3 separate regions of the Zea mays genome follow, and all the other regions are linked to region 3. The links are chromatin contacts, called in public Hi-C maps. All regions are on one chromosome and are shown on one strand. The core of a region is the stretch at or near the end of the contact, and the rest is flanking DNA. Distances in the headings are between cores, read along the strand shown.

Evidence for each region. Hi-C and Micro-C count contacts between places; a contact is called where the count stands out from the background.
Region 1: a Hi-C map of ear shows a contact between it and region 3, with 2.4 times the contacts expected there. The contact joins the promoter of LOC100502368 here to the promoter of LOC103643205 in region 3. A contact is called at or near these places in 2 of 25 Hi-C or Micro-C datasets (ear and leaf).
Region 2: a contact with region 3 is called in a Hi-C map of ear, with 2.3 times the contacts expected there. The contact joins the promoter of LOC542697 here to the promoter of LOC103643205 in region 3. A contact is called at or near these places in 2 of 25 Hi-C or Micro-C datasets (ear and tassel).

The regions. Positions count from the first base shown.
Region 1 is chr1:210,308,245-210,311,887 of Zm-B73-REFERENCE-NAM-5.0, forward strand. LOC100502368 (evolutionarily conserved C-terminal region 5) reads left to right here and starts at 2,056. Exons shown (of 10, transcript NM_001196846.1): 1 at 2,056-2,147; 2 at 3,150-3,223; 3 at 3,320-3,491.
Region 2 is chr1:210,755,759-210,759,332 of Zm-B73-REFERENCE-NAM-5.0, forward strand. LOC542697 (indeterminate domain p1) reads left to right here and starts at 2,006. Exons shown (of 5, transcript NM_001254875.2): 1 at 2,006-2,214; 2 at 3,035-3,084; 3 at 3,234-3,462. The coding sequence starts at 3,321.
Region 3 is chr1:210,555,665-210,559,303 of Zm-B73-REFERENCE-NAM-5.0, forward strand. It overlaps LOC103643205 (transmembrane 9 superfamily member 9), which reads right to left and starts at 2,268. Exons shown (of 7, transcript XM_008666355.3): 1 at 1,963-2,268. The coding sequence starts at 2,076.

The sequences.
Region 1 (3,643 bases), core at 806-3,305, 250 kb before region 3:
GTTGAGTGAGTTTAGATAAACCAGCAACCCCTCGGCTCTTGCGTGAGCAATTATTGTACCGAGTGGGGCGAGAGTCTTGCGAGACCGTGACAACCGCGTTTGTGTCACGGCCGCCACCGTGTACCGGAGGGAACGAGGTCCGCGACGTTTTCAGTCGGAAGCTCGATAGTGGAGACGGCGGGGAGCGTTCGAGAGGAGCCGGAAGCGGAGCACCACTTGCGCGTGGAGTAGGCCCGCGACTCTCTACGAAGTTACTCGACCGAGGTGCTTGCCCTCGCGTGGGCTTCCCTTTGTGTAGGGGCACCAACGAGGATTAGTCGGGACCTTGCGTGGTTCCGGATACCTTGATAAAAATACCGGCGTCATCCACGAGAGTTTGCATCTCTATCTTGCTCTTTAAGTTTCCGCATTTATATTAAGCATTTAAGTTTCAATCTTGTATTCATACTTATATAGTGTAGATTGAAACTTAGCCTTTGCGGTAGAGATAGCAACACTTAGACAAAACCTAGTCTACACATTCTAGTTTGTTTATTTGCATAGGTTTTGCTCTAGGGATTTATTAGTGGCCTAGTTTAGTGAAAGTTTTAGAAGTCCTAATTCACCCTCTCTTAGGCGTCACTGTTTCTTTCACCATGCAAACCACCAAAACCCATAAAGGAGCTTTGAATCTCTCCTTTTTGGTGACTGATGGCAACACAATTAAAGCTTACACAATATTTGAAATTAAAACACAATTTTGAATTCTAAGCTATAGAATGCTCCCCTGAATATGTTTTTACATGGAAATCTCAACTTTGGCTTCAAATGCTAAATTGCACATACTCAGGCTATGTACGAAGCGTTACATCTTAGCATCCGTGGTGTGCATTGTGTCAAGTATCAAATCGTGATGCATATGACACCCAAATGCACACAATCAACATTTTGCACCATAAAGTCATCATATAGACACCAATTAAAACCATTATATTTTAGAGGATTTAGAGCAGCAACAAATAGTTAAGCTCCAACAATGAAGCCTCATATGAGTAACAAAGACATGTGGCGCTTTATGATTGGAAGAAGGCACACGGGCCATAGGGCATGGGGAGGACGTGGCTGTTGTGGCCTCGCCAACTAGGTCCACTGCAATAGATAGGGCAGCCCAACAAGGTGTAGTATATTTGTAGCACATCAAGAGGTGCCCTATATTTTTTAACAATTTTTTTTTGTAAAATGAGTTAATGTTGGAACTGTTTTTTCTAGATTGAGCCTTATATTTTAATATGAGGTATTGTTGGAGATGCTCTAACATAATATTAATAAATAAGTTATATATCAGTCATTATACTAGTAATAAAAAAACAAACACAGTAGTTTCGCTATTTTTTTTCAACTCCTAACATTTTTTCTGCTAGACTCGAATCCGAGAGAAAAAGGAAAAGCAGCCATCGGGCCACCAACAAGGTCCTGGTCCTGTATCCCTCTTATGGATGCCAACAAATACGTATCCGTCGGGTAGTACCATTCTATAGCCGTATTCATAAAAAAAATTCTATCCACCAGGTTACCCATATATGTTCGCGGGTATAAAATCTTACCCATATTCGTACGCGCGCGGGTATTTTTACCCGTCGGGTAACCCGTACCTGCTAGGAAAGTTAAAAATTCCAATATACTAATAAATCAAAATATTAAATAAACATACAAAACAACTTCAACTTCACATATAACAACTTATATGATTACATAACTTGGTATCTAGACAAATGATAGCTACAGAAAGATTTTATTTTAGCTAAGATAGGCTCTATTATATGGTTATAGTAATATTGATACAGATATATTTTACTCATGAGTAACATGTATGCGTACCCGTCTACGGGTTGCGGATAGAGAAATCCCATCGTACGCGACTTCGTATTGGTAAAAGCCTTTGAGTTTGATACCCATGACATCTCTAATCGCTCTCATCAAATCACGATTCACATAAAAAAGGTGTGGGAGCCCGATCCGATCGCCAGATCCGCCGGCCTGTGCGCCGACTCGGGCGTCCTTCCACAGATCCTCTTCCTTCTATCGTAGGCTCGCCCTCGCCGCTCGCTGGAGCGGAGGTCTCTCCCTGCAGCCCATACTCCTTGATTCATTCTATTGCCTCGCCGCCGGTAAGGGATTTTGATCTGCACACTCTGCTGCTATGAATTGATCGGAGAGCCGTCAAATTCAAATTATTATTATCCCGACCCGACCGGTTTGTCGCCGATTCGATTCCATTGCCCTTGCCCCCGTCCCCCGTGCGTGTCAATTATGCGATCCGAGATGTATTGAGCTTAGAACCAGGGGGTCTCAAATTGAGTTGATCAGGCTTCTTGCTCCGCATGGTGGACGCTGCTGTTTCTGGCAGCGAAGATCTGGCGGAATCGCCCGAGCTTCAGCTTAACGCATTGCGAGTCCTTCTCGGTAGGTTCTCTTGGTTCGTGTGCACAAGTTTATGCGCATCGACATCACATTTAATCGGTTGGTACGGTGTTGTTGTCATTGTCACATAGAAATTATCACATGTATGTACTTCCTGTAGCAACGCAAAGTCCATTCGGTCGGGCGGTACATAGTTTTCAATGCCTGAACGGAACGGGCTTCGCGTGCAATTAGTCATACCTTGACTGTACGTCATGCTGATGGTTTGTGCAGATCGTGCTAGCGTAGAGGGCTGTGGTAGAATACTAGGATGTCTGTCAATGTCATGTGAGCTTTACATTCCCTAAGATGTGGTATTGTTTTCACTGAATAGACTGATGCATGTTAAACCTGTAAGATGCGCCTTTACCTTGTCGATCAGAGTAAGAGGCCAAGTACATGCAACGAGTATGAGAATTTCGAGCACTGCTTATTGCAACTCCCCGCGTGTGCTTTTATCAATGATCAACATACTCTTTTACAATTCAATAGATTGTGCATGCCATGTACTGGGAGATGTGATCGCATGGTATTTTGATGCAAAATGTTAGGGAAGCAACTATCCTTCTTTGCTATTTAAGGCCGTCCGTGAAAGTTTAGCTTATATACTTCATAATAATATAATATATGGCACTCAGCTTATCACATACAATTGGATAGCCTTATTTGTTGAAGCCTGACATGATTTTGTTCGAACCTTATTATTTCAGGCTCTATGGATAAGCAGGAGCCAGTAGCCAATGGTGAACAAACGATAGGTCTTGCTGAGAAGCCGAAGGAGCTGGTCATCACTCATCACTCATTACTGTATTACTGTTTTTATCCTTTTTTTTTCACTTTGTTTACTCTGTTTGTCTATTGTATCAACCATCTACCTCAGCCTGTTGCCAGTAAGGATGAGAAAGCAACTGTGCCCCCGATTTTAGTTGATTCAAATGCTTTCAATCTACCAAGTGAAGGCCAAACCCAAGCTGGCACATCTAACATGGATGGGGGCCATAATGGTGCACACAACTTTTATGCTTCTCAGGCACAACCATTCTATTACCAAGGTCAGCCTACATGTCTGAATATCTCTTCTCACTTTGCATTCCTTGTCCAGTTTTTATTACAGAACATGAACTTATGCATTGTCCTATATAGTTGATCTCATGCAATTATAGCCCATGGGAACATAAAGGAGAAATGATATCAAAAGTTTTAT
Region 2 (3,574 bases), core at 756-3,255, 200 kb after region 3:
ATCGGCAACATATATTGTTAGTTGGTCCTGTAGTTGAGTACTACATGCATATATATAACATGATCATTATTGTTAACAGTACGCGGCTTGTCATCTTCTTGCCCTCTCTCAGCACAGCCAGCGTGTAATTCCCGTTGTAGTTCTCCGTTTTCCCACACGCGCTGTCATCTAGCGCTGGAATTTGGGAATTCCTGGGGAGATGAAAGGATCACATGCATGCATGCAGGCGCGCTCATCGAATAAACATTCACGCATGGCCTTTTGTTTTCTCCTGCATCATGCATCTCTCAGAGGAATCACATGCAATCATGCAGAGGCCGGTGGGTACGACGTACGTGACAAAGAATGTCGTGTGGGAGAAAGGTCAAGGATGTACGTAAAGTGCGTCGCTTGATTCGAATTGATTAGTGTGTATTTGTCTTAGCTTGCACGGCATCTATATATATAGCACTGCTGCTCTGAACGCGCGCGTATTTATATATTATACAAGTAGCAATGTGGATCGATGGAACTCAATTGATTTTAGAACTGAGCACTATATCATTGCAAGGCTAGCTAGAGTTGTTCTCACGAGTCTAAATCACGTACGAAACACGGAGGAAGGCATGAGAGTATTTTAGGAAAAAAGGTTCTAAGAAGACAAGCCGAAGAGAATCATTCCACAGAGTTTTAGAAAAATAAGGTACAATTGTGCATAAACGAGGGTTTGAATCTTAGTTGTTGATCGACTCCACATTCATACCCGGCCATATAGCCAACCGAACACACATTTTTTATGTTATACATTATGTACTCAAACATAATATAGATATTTCAAGAAAAATAGAAGAGAACCCCCAATCTATACTAGGCCTAGTCTGTTGTGCCTCACCTAAGGCCTAGATCAAGACACGACACAATGATCAGACCCGATGGACAATGTGCCGGGCTAAACAGTAGTGTCAGGCCACAGACCACCCATCATATCCAACCTATTTGGACATGTATACCCGTACATCAGTGATGCGCCCCGCGTAGACAGGCAGTGGCGCAATCAAGACGATCGCCTGCGCAACTACCCATTATCAACGCAGCAGAGCTGGTAGGTCATCGATTGAGATACATGGGTTCGACTCGAGATTATAGTTATTTGATTGAGGGGAGGTGTGTACCGGCGCAAGCACCCGCCATGGCGATGCCGTCCACCATAGCTACGAGGCATGAAGTCATGAGGATCGTCACCATCCTCACACAAGCCGCTCAGGACTTTCGGATGCTCATTGTAAAAGTTTGGAACGTGTTTGAACAAGTATCATGTTTAAACAAATTTACCCATGTGATAGATACAAACCGAAGTAATGCGCGTGCATCTAGCTATATGGAGTATATATGTGTGTGTGCGCGCGCGTGCTTGTTCACAAATAGTGTGCATATCGTTGATTTCACAAAGAAAGAATCTACTTGGTCTACAAAATTGGTATACATGAGACGTAATTATAAAAATGGTGAAGCCAATAAGACTAAACCTAGCATTTAATTGATTGCATGTATGGAATGTTTCACGACAAGAGAAACTACCATGATCTTCCGATGTCTTCTTCCCCCTGTCACGAATTGCGTAGAACATGGATGAGACGTGTGTGGAACAAAAGAGAGAGGCGGGGAATTTCTTGTGGTTCTCAGTCAATGGTTTATCTAGCCCGTGATATATACGTACTGTACTTAGTTACTATCAGTTCCATGTTTCAGGCCGGCCGAATCTTATTTCACATATGATGCCCTCACATAATCTTGGTTACGTACAGTATATGAAAACATCTAGATTCAGAGGGAGGAGAGAGAGAGAGAGAGAGAGACGGGCCGGGGATGAAAGGGATGACCGGATGAGCATCTTCCGATGGTCCTAGACAGGGCACACGTGGGCCCCACCGTCCAGGTCACTGTCGTGGATGGCTCACCCCGTGCCTGCACTGCAGCCCTTTCCCTAGTTACATCAGCGAGCGCTAGCTATGCCTTGCCTTTCCATCGAGCTGAGCTGAGCATCATGGGGTAGTGTGTGTGTGAGGCGATAGAGAAGCTAGTGCTCATAACCAACCACCACTCAGTCCTCCTCCTCTACCCTTTCCCTTCCGCCGCGTTCCTACTTGGTCCTAGAGGGAGAGAGATCTCGAACTCCAAGGGCGCATGCTCCGGTTGCTAGCTACGATGCCGTGTGCGTAGCTGCGGCAGCCCTTGGTTAGTTCTCTCAATCACCTTTCAGAGTTAATTGATTAGTTCGTGTTCGGTGTAGCTTCGATTATATCTGCTCATGGATGCATCTCTCTCTTTGTTCCCTATATATCCCGGCCCCCTCTTTGTTTTCTGTGTTTGTTTGATTCTTTCCTCTCTTTAATTTGCTATATTAGAGGTAGAGAGATGTGCTTAGTATTTGTTGATGATGCTCTATTTGGTTTCTTGCATATGCATCTCCATGCATGTTCTCTTCTCCTACCTAGCTCTCCACATGATGGCCTCTCCCTAGCTACCTACACACCTGCTATAGCGAGGTGGCTCACCGGCCGGCCCTTGTGCTATTGTAGCTAGCTTCTCTCATCCTAGTTTTTTTTTGGGATGCGCTTTGTTTACGAGTGCATCAGCCGCGCGCGCGGCTGGGTTTGTTTGGACTTTCTTCCTCCTCGCTCCGGCCGGCCTCATCGTCATCAGCTCCTCCATTTTCCCCATTACTCGCTTTTCATTTGTTGTGTGTTGCTGTGCAGAGAGGAGACACTAATTCGTCCTCTTTGGCACACAGATCCATCCGTGTCCATGTCCATGTCCATGCATGAGTTTCTTTCGAGTGTGCTGCAGCCTGCAGTACATATATACTGTGGTACTGCTTGTTTGCATTCATCAATTTGTCCGATCCTTCCTGGATGGATAGATAGATAGATACGATATATATAGACACACACAACACACATCATGTATATACAGACACATGTATAGCTGATGCATGCATGGAATTAATTTTGTCTAAGCTTGACACTAATTCCCTCTTCTCTCGTTTGTCTTTTAGATCGATCAATCGATCGCTTGTGCGGAAGGAGCCGGATCGAGTGGAGTCAGGTAGACTGCTAGCTTCCATTCCAACAAGAGGTTGAGGTACACACGCACAGGCACAGCGTGTGCGTGACTTGGACTAGTCGCTGTGACCGGCCGGTGCGTGGTGGCATCGATCTTTAGCTTGCTTGCTGATTCCTTCTTTCCTCCTGTAGCTAGCTAGATACTCCGTGGTCGTCGTCGTCGTTGGACGTACGCCAGAAGAGGGAGCTAGAGAAGAATACCGTACAGCTGCTTCCAACATGGCAGCTGCCTCGTCTGCCCACCTGTTCGGACTCGGCGACGGGCAGATGCAGATGCAGCCGCAGCAGCAGCAGGCGCCGCCTCCTCCTCTTGTGAACAACCCGGCCGCGCCGCCGCCCAAGAAGAAGCGGAACCAACCCGGTAACCCAAGCAAGTACCCTGGCTGGCCTTATTCGTTATTTGCTGTTTAATTGATCTCTAGGCAATTCATCAAATTCTTCGGTCCAGCTAGCTCTGGCCGATCTTTAAGAGA
Region 3 (3,639 bases), core at 1,018-3,517:
TCGCTGCCTAACTTGCCACACTTTGCCTAACTTTTGTGCCTTATGCTGACCCATCAATCTTTGATGTTCCCAAAATAACAGAAGGTTTTATCAATTGTGTGGAGACTTTTTATTATCATGACGACGAAATGCAAGAACAAGCAGTCAACGTCGAACTCCAGAAGTTTCAGAATAGAGAAGGCCCATTTAGCAAGAAGGTTGCAAGGACTTTTGAAAACTTTGATTATAATCCAGGTAACAGTTTTTTATTTCAGCATTGTAACAAGCAATCTGTTATACTACTAACTAATAGAGAGGGTTTTTTTCAGCATCATGGTGGCGGCTTTATGGAACTGAAACACCAGCTCTACAGAAGATAGCTACCAAGATCCTATCTTTAATAGCAAGTTCTTCTGGTTGTGAAAGAAATTGGAGTAGGTTTGATGGGGTTAGTACCTATCTGTTATCAAAATTACAGCAGCATTACAATAAAATTGCAGAACTAAAAGTGCTCTTATTTTTAATTTATAGGTGCACACTAAGAAGAGAAATAGGCTTACTACAGACCGCCTCAACAAGGTGGTCTACATTCAATTCAACAACAAGCTGATTAATAAGAGAGCAAAGATCAAGTCCAAGAAAATTACTGATGTTCTCTTGCCTAATGGTACAACTGAAGCTCAAGGTTTCCTCCAAGAGAATGGAGATGATTGTGCATTAGTTTCCTTTAGAGATGAGGAAGAAGTCATGGAAGGTACAGGGATACCTTGGTCTGTGCTTGGAGATGCAGTGGGAGCAGAAGAACAACTAGAGCTGCGTAGAAGTGCAAGGGTGAGAGCTCAATGAAGAAGAGTTTGAGTCCGAAGAAGAAGAGTTTGATGAAGATGAGTATGAGATGGATGAACCCTAAGTGTGAGCCAGCTTCATGTCATGTTTTAGCTTTTATTATGCATCCATGTATCTTTAATTTGTGAACTTAGAACTCCTGCTGTGTACTTGTGTTTTGTGTTGTGACTTGTGAGAACTGAATCATGCGCTTGTTATTTAATTTCGTGGTCTGCTATGCATTTTATATGTGTTGCTGCCTGCTGTCCCTTCATGTTTGTGATTTCTAAAGGCTATCCTATGCTGCTGATCAGTACTTAATGGATGGGAGAAGGGTCAGACCTCAGATAATTACCTAACTTACTATTTCCTATTTTTTATCACTTGTATTGATGCCCAATTGCATCTAAAAGTGTTGTCCACTTCTATTGCAGCAGTGCTTGAGGATTCAGTGATCAACAGATCTGCAAGGACAAAGGACCTAAGGTATGTCTACTGGTCCTTCCCTATTTTTTATCTATAAATGTATATATTATATAAGTTAGCAAAACGCCTAGCATCGCTTAGGCAAGCCTAGCCTGGACTAGTCCCTAGACTAAGGGTCATCGCCTAGATTCCGCCTAGCGCCTAGCAAAACTTTGGTTCAAATATACGATTCAATAACATTACACAAACTTTAGACCGACTATAATGTTTTCGATTATTTATCATCGCTAAGGGGAAAACGCTTTTGCCTCAACATTGAGATTTGAAGCAGGGACCTGGCCAAAAGTGAATGCCAGTAGTCTCGAATTCCAAATGCATCCGGTGAAATGTCAGGGAGCAACTGAAGTGGTGGTGCGTCATTAGCACTGAGCAGCACCGTGCAGAAATGAAACGACAAGCACGCAATTCGTCAGACTACACAACTGCGCACAGAAGCGCCAACGATTATGATATCAGGTGAGAGAACAGCGTGTGCTACCCGCAACGACACGAGTAAGAGTAAGAGTAAGGGAGCGAGCGAGAGCAGAAGGACCCCGAGATCCCAAACACCACCGCTCGCATCCAACCCGATAAACACCAAACTATGGATCTGGCTGTCGAGATCCAGCGCGAAAGGATGGGGAGAACCGTTACGTTACGAGGAAGGTGGGAATGAGCGTAGGGAATTTGGACCTTATGGAAGTCGTTGGGCGCCACGCCGGGTAGGTAAAACGCGGCGGCCGGTGAGGCGGCGAGGAGCGCCGCGAGCGCCGCCGCGGCCCAGCGGAGCATCGCCGGAGCTCGCATCGGTGGGGGTTGGATCTGAGGCGGAGGCGCTCCCTCGCGTCCACTGGCAGACAGTCTCTCTCTGTGCTGTGGCCCTTCTCTGATGTATCAGATTCTGAATTGAACGATGAGAAATGGTGAACGGGCCGGCCGCCTATCCACTGAATGGGCATGCGTTTCAAGGGAAGTCAAATGGGCTTTGGGCCAGAGCCCGATCCACCCGACGGCTCACTCCGTTGAAAATGGAAAAAGTATAATTCCTTACTATATTAAAACACCAGTTTCAACGGTCGTCTCACGCTATTTTTTTACAATGAACCTCTTATATTTCTTCAAAATTAACCTGCGGTCCCAGATCATATCTCATCTTATCCTATTTGTTTGCACAGCAGTGTTCTCGCAGCTATCGCTCTAGCAACAAATTCCGTCCATTTCGCATCAACCTCCGCCCGCTTCTTTCGTTGTTGCACTGCCACCGGCGAGGAGGATTAGGGTGCTCACCTCCGGATAAGGATGCTCACTAGGTGATAAAAGTTGCATCGAGTCCAACCAACTCTAAACCTTCTCGTCACCCCCTGGGACCGGGAGTCCATCTCCTAGCTCACTCGTCTTCCGCTCCGCTCCTTCAACATAGGGCGTAGTTCGTGCATTCCACACATCACCAAATGTGGCGAGGTACAGATTTCTAGCCATTTAACTGTGGAGCATTGCTAGAGCATAACTATGAAAATGTTTTATTCATGTCGAATTAATTTCACATTGAATTTTAAGTGAAACCAATTATGCAATTGGAAGTGAGTACAAGGCACTCTAAAAGCGGAAAATGTTTCATTGTTTGATATGATACTCTAAAGGCAAGAGCAAGTATATATTTCTGTAATCATGTTAAGCGTTAGAGGATAAACTTGTTGTATTTAGTATTTCAGAAATGATCTTGTTGGCATACTTGTGCTTTTCTATGTCTTGCTAAACTTGGAGAAATTGTTAAGCCTTCACTATAAATGATGATTTTGGTTAGAGCATCTGATCTACACCATCTTCTCGGTCCCGAGTCCTAAGCCAAAACATTTGCTATAATTTAATTCGAGTATAGGGGCTTCTTTTCAACTTATTTTTTGGTCTTTTGGCCAAGTTCAAGTGTAATATTTTGTAACACCATGAAATTGGGGCATAAAATTTCTTTCTAAATATCCACATATGTTACCCTTGGTCTCTCTCTAGTCTCTCTCTCTTTCTTTTTGAGTAGAATTAAGTTAATTAGGAGAAGGGTTAATTATTTATTTTGTCAAAACAATGTAAGCCATGAATTGTTGCATCATACTGAGCCCAAAATATTCTTTGAATTGATGCAAATGTTTGAATTGGTTTGCATTTGAAACTTGGTTTGAATTTGAATTGAAAACCCTAGAGGAAATAAAATAGAAAATCCATTAGAAATTTCAGGGAAAATAGAAAACCGCATTTCGGACCAAATCAGCCCAGCCCCCACGCGCGCCCGTGCCCGCGCGCCAGCCCTCCCTAACAGGCGACCCCGCCTATCAGCGCCCTCTCTCACCTGCTCTTTCTTTCCTCTCTCTCCCTCTC